Regions from separate parts of the Rattus norvegicus genome. Here region 2 is linked to region 1. The links are chromatin contacts, called in public Hi-C maps. All regions are on one chromosome and are shown on one strand. The core of a region is the stretch at or near the end of the contact, and the rest is flanking DNA. Distances in the headings are between cores, read along the strand shown. Region 1 overlaps LOC120101784 (a long non-coding RNA gene). Region 2 holds the start of Wfdc2 (WAP four-disulfide core domain 2).

Region 1 (2,713 bases), core at 137-2,636:
CATCAAGCTCCTTAGCCCAAGTTTTATCCTTGTGGTCAGGATATCTAACCTCCTCCTCCTCCTCCTCCTCCTCCTCCTCCTCCTCTTCTTCCTCCTCCTCCTCCTCCTCCTCTTCCTCCTCCTCCCATTCTTCTTCTTCTTCTTCTTCTTCTTCTTCTTCTTCTTCTTCTTCTTCTTCTTCTTCTTCTTCTTCTTCTTCTTCTTCCTCTTCTTCTTCTTCCTCTTCTTCTTCTTCCTCTTCTTCTTCTTCTTCGTGCATGACTACTTAACAAACTGAGACCAACAACAACCACCACCTATTGAGGCTCTAGCATGTGTGTATCCTCCAAAAAGTTCCCAGCGTTCCAAATGTCACACAATCACAGAGGCTATCTGCAGCTGGAAAAATCCTGCCCCTGCTACAGCACAGGGCAAATCATAGTCAGCTGCTTGGACAGTCTGAAGCAGCCCCATATCCCACACCTGGGATTAAAACAAAAGCATATTCTGACAATATTTCTGTGGTTTTCTTTTTTCAAAGAAACCAAACCCCCAAAATTGTCGCTACCGTGTTCAGAGCCGTGCTGCACAATGCACATGTATTCATGCTGCACAGGCATCCACACGAGTGGTAAGTTTGTAAATCAATAAAGGAACAGTTACTGCCTTTGGGAAATGGCTGCAGTGCGCTGGGAAGACATCCTGTTTTTGTAAGGACTCCATGCTGTTTATGAGATCGTGGCTTTGGGACTTTTGTAATCATCAGGAAACTATTCTAGGCAGGTCCCTGGATTTAGAGTGCTGGGCCCGGGGGTGGGGTGGGGATTTAGCTCAGTGGTAGAGCGCTTGCCTAGCAAGCGCAAGGCCCTGGGTTCGGTCCCCAGTTCGGTCCCCAGCTTGGTCCCCAGCTCCGAAACAACTGACCACCCGGAAGCCGATGTTCCATGAGGTATGATGAGGAGGTAAGACTGAGTTCCAGAGTCTCGGTATTTACTATTGGGTATTTAAAAGTTGGGGTTCCACAACCCCTCAGCCATCTCAGGTTGATAATCCTCTCACTGAATTTAGGAAGACACTTTGCGCAGTGTCTGGGTTAGAGGACACAGCTCTAAAAGAGCCCAGGTATAGAGATGCATGGGGCAAGGGAAAGACTCCCCTTTGTCTCCGGGGTGCGCCTCCCTCCAATCACAGGGGTGTTTGCCAACCTGGAGGTTTTCCAAACCCACAAGCTAGGGGCTTTATTGAGGTTTTGTTACATAGGTATGACTGGGTGCCTCATCGTCTCAGGAGCCCACTGGCCCCTCTGGAGATCATGAAGGGCGGAGCTGAAATTGCTAAAGTTTTAACCACCTGTCTGCGGGTTTTCAGCAGCTGCCCACGTCAGAAGAGCCCGCGGCTCTTGGTTTGAGTCATCTCATTAGCATACGCAAGCCGGTAAATGTGGTGAGTAGCTGGCGAACCTTTCTGGGAATTGGTGAAAGAGCCCGAATATTTGTTTTTCTTTTCTTTTCTTTTGTTTTATTTTCTATTACACCCCAGTGAGGTTCAAGGGAGGGACTGCAGCCAGCCTCAAATGGAAGCTGGGATCCCACTAGGCTTTCCGAGGAGTGTGTGATTAGATGAACTTCTTAGAGTCCTGAAGAGCCCTTGGAGCTAAAACTTCCGGATTCTCCCGGGAAAGTCCAGGGAGAAGCTGGGACTGGTGGTACACACCTAGAGTCTCAGCCCTTGGGAGACTAAGGCAAGCAGGGTTGCAGGTCCCTCCGGCCTGGGCTAAAGTTAATTAATTGATGGGTGGGTTAAAATTTAAAAGTTTAAATATGCAGATAGAGCTCCGCTCTACCCAGCTTCTCCCCTTGCCTCTGGAGTCCTTCCAAGACGCATCTTCGTTTCCTTATTAGTTGTTTCATTTATTTATTTTAATTAATTTTTTTTATTTTACATCCCGATCACAGCTTCCCCTCCCTCCTCCTAGTCTCTCCCTCCCATCTCCCCTCCGAAACTCCCAGGAACCTATGAGGTTGACCCTAGCTAGCAAAGACTCCTAGCCATGGGGATATGGAACCTGAAACAGCCACCTCCTGTTTCCAGGCAAGACTTCCACTGGAGGGGTGGGGACAGGCCCCACCCACCCACACACACATACAAAACCTTCCGCCCACAGTTTGTCCTGCCTACAAGATGTGCACGGATAAAGAGGGGGCAGAGATTGAGGGAGTGGCCCACCGATATCCAGCCCAGCTTGAGATCCACACCATGAGGGAGAGAGGCACTCTCATTTTTCTGACCACAGAGGTGAGCCAAGAGTTGCTGAGGTCACCCTACCTGGCCACTAGGGCGAGCAAAAGGACAAGAACTGATACAGAGGCAGAGCAAGAAGCAGGCTTCGTTCCTGACCTGGCTGGGCTCTTGTGCAACTTCCCAGGCCTAAGCTGAGGGGAACTGATGTGACTGGAGAGGAGTGAGGAAGGAGAGGAGCTGGGGTCACCTCTGTTACCTGTCTCTTCATTGGCTCAGGCTTCTGGCTCCTGACTGCTGGAGTCAAAAGGCTGGGCGGAAGCACTTCACAGACATGTAAGAGTCACCTGAGATCTCTTTCCATTCAGGTTCTAACTTTGCAGGTGTGGGCATGGTGGCACATGACCTCAATTCCAGCACTTGGGAGGCAGTGGCAAGCAGATATCTAAGTTTGAAGCTAGCCTGGTCTACAGAGCAAGTTCCAAGACGGCCTGGG
Region 2 (2,713 bases), core at 139-2,638, 36 kb before region 1:
GCGGGCAAGGCCGGCTGATAGAGTCGTTGTACCCGTCGCGGTCCTGGAGAGTTTTCCTTCGCTCAGCCCTGAAGTGGGTAGAAATAAAGATCCAAGACGGAAATCCAGTGTCAAAGGAAGAAAGGGAACCTCTACCAGCCACAGGATGGCAGTGTAACTTTGTGCAAGAACGTTTCTTTTGGAGGCTCACTTCCACGGACTTAGGATGTGGCAAACATTTTCCCTCCCTCGGGAACAAATCTTGCCAGGCCGTGGAAGACCCTGCGAGAGGGACTCCCATAAGCAAGAAGTCCTTAGCCCTGATGCCACCCAGGGTTTGCCCTCTGGATTCCAGCCTAGGAAGCCACTGCTCGCAGGTCCCGGAACAAAGTCTCACTGTGCATGCCCGGAAGCCCGTCATGCACCAGAGAATCGAGTCCAGCCAGGAACGAGGGGGACCTCCTCCTCCTGGGCCGCGCCTCTGTGACGCCTTTGTCCTTCGCATCTACCCCAGGGCAGACAAAGGAGGGCACATGTGGATCAGGTTTCCACCGCTTCTCGGGGGTCCCTGGGTCTGGGATACCCATCTTCGTCAAACCCGGGCACTCCCGCCTCTCGCAGCCCCGCCCTGTCCCCGCTAGGTTGCGGTGGGGCTACCATTAGGCTTGGAGCAGACAGAGCCGCAGCCGGCCTGGCAGCACTTGTAGTTGTCCTGGCAGTCGTTGTCCAAGATGCACGCCTTCACACAGTCAGTAATTGGTTCGAGCTGGGGGCACACACCGGGTTTCTCTGCTCTGGTGCCTTGGAATGGGTGGCAGCAGAGAATTTTCAGGGAGAACGGGACCCAGTCCCACCGGCATACTCACTCCCCTCTCCAAGATACCCAAATTTCAACCCCAAGGATTTTAGATTATCGGGCCCAAGGGCCCCCATAACACCCCAGAGGGCCCCATCTCTGGGCCAGGGGTCTCGGACACTAGAGAGATCCCTAATGCTTGGCTTCAGAGTCCCCAGTCCTCTGGGGACTTGAGCTTCTGCCTGGAAACTTCAGCCATCCAAGGAGCTTCCCGCTCCTCTTCATCCGGTCTCTGCTTTCAGCGCTGAGAGCGCCTCCGCCCCTCCAACTTTTTAAGCCTTCATTGGTCTCGCCACCTCCAGTACACTGGACCCCAGACCCTAAGCTTCAAGGATCACTAGCCGTAGGCCCCAGAGATCCAAAATTTAAATTTTCGCTGGCCTCCCACTTTTGTCCCAGAACCCCCACTTCTGAGACTGAACTCCTGGCTGCACTCACCTGTGGCTGAGAGGGGGGTGAACAGCAGCAGCCCGAGTAGGAGGCCTGTGGCCAGCAAGCAGAGGCGACAAGCAGGCATGGTGCAGGTGTAACCTGCAGCCTGAATGGGGGGGATTTAACCACTCGCGCCGGGGGGCGGGGCCGAGTGAGGGGTGCAGGAGGCGGGTAGGAAGCACAGCGGGCAGTGCGGGCGCCCTGCCACCTCAAGCCATTTCACAATCCCCCGGGATCAGGTGTCACTCTTGGCTCAGGTGGGAACCAGGAACCGAGACAGCTTCCAAGCCAGCTGCAGCCGGACACTTGTCCACCCCTCCCTCTCTTCCTACCTTTCTAGGGCCTGAGGGCAAGGCAGGGCAGCTGGAGTGGAAGGCCCAGATACAGGGTCCCTGGGCTCATTTTTAAATGAGTCCGTTGTCCTCCCGGGAATGACTAGAGTCCAGGATTAAGGCGGAAATGGCAAGGCTGCAGGGAGGCAAGATGCTGTGGATTAAGTGGCCAAGACTTGGGCTGGGATGGACAGCTCAGCATGCAGAGCCCTGGTCAGGGATTAGTAGAGGCTGGTGTAGTGGAGGTTACAGAAATAACACTGTTAACAAAAGAACCCATCTGACAAGGAGCTTGTCCAGGAAGGAGCAACCCCGTGCAATTTCCAGCCCTCTCAGGCATATCTTTATCCTTGTCCCACCTCAGTCCATCAGGGCAGGATGGGGTAGCCCAGTACTAGGACTAGAGAGTGATTTCAGTCACCTATATATGAAAGGCAGGCTGGACTCAGAGGCTGGTCCCCAACCTAAATTCCGGGGTTCCTGTTCAGACAAGATTTTGAATCTACATCTCTTCCTCTAGGATCTGACTATGCAAAGCAGGCATTATTATACTTTATTTTCCCTGTATTATCAAGTAAAACTTAGCAGTGCCAACTGGGTGTCTCAGTTAGGGTTTTGCTGCTGTGAACAGACACCATGACCAAAGCAACTCTCAGAAGGACATTTAATTGGGGCTGGCTTACAGGTTCAGAGGTTCAGTCCATTATCATCAAGGTGGGAGCATGGCAGCATCCAGGCAGGCATGGTGCAGGAGGAGCTGAGAGTTCTACATCTTCATCTGAAGGCTGCTAGGAGAAGACTGGCTTCCAGGCAGCTAGGATGGGAGTCTTAAAGCCCAGACCCACAGTGACACACCTACTCCAGCAAGGCCACACCTTCAAATAGTGCCAGTCCCTGGGCCAAGCATATTCAAACCACCACACTGGGCATGTGCAGGAACAGACTTTTCTCTAAGAGCCTCCCCATTTGAATTTGTGTAGACTTCCACAATAATTCCTCACCCTTCCTAGCCCTCCTTTGTTGCTAGGAGTATCCTTGTGGAGTTTGCTGTCCTGCTCTCCTGGACTCTGAAGCTAAGAAGTGATGCACTCCTATCTTTTTTTTTCTTTTTTTC

What was found. Hi-C and Micro-C count contacts between places; a contact is called where the count stands out from the background.
Region 2: a contact with region 1 is called in a Hi-C map of the A7r5 cell line, with 1.7 times the contacts expected there. The contact joins the promoter of Wfdc2 here to the enhancer-like site in region 1. A contact is called at or near these places in 5 of 12 Hi-C or Micro-C datasets (the A7r5 cell line, Schwann cells, kidney and 2 more).

Annotation. Positions count from the first base shown.
Region 1 is chr3:173,668,649-173,671,361 of GRCr8, reverse strand. The region is part of intron 1 of LOC120101784 (a long non-coding RNA gene); the gene reads right to left. Among named protein-coding and RNA genes, the nearest start is that of Pigt, 23 kb to the right of the region's middle. Within about 2 kb of position 1,386, at least 5 of the 93 cell types and tissues checked have an H3K27ac peak or open chromatin away from gene starts, as enhancers often do. A contact at or near this core is called in the A7r5 cell line, where this site is marked.
Region 2 is chr3:173,705,150-173,707,862 of GRCr8, reverse strand. It overlaps Wfdc2 (WAP four-disulfide core domain 2), which reads right to left and starts at 1,388. Exons shown (of 5, transcript NM_173109.2): 1 at 1,274-1,388; 2 at 637-780; 3 at 1-68. The coding sequence starts at 1,352.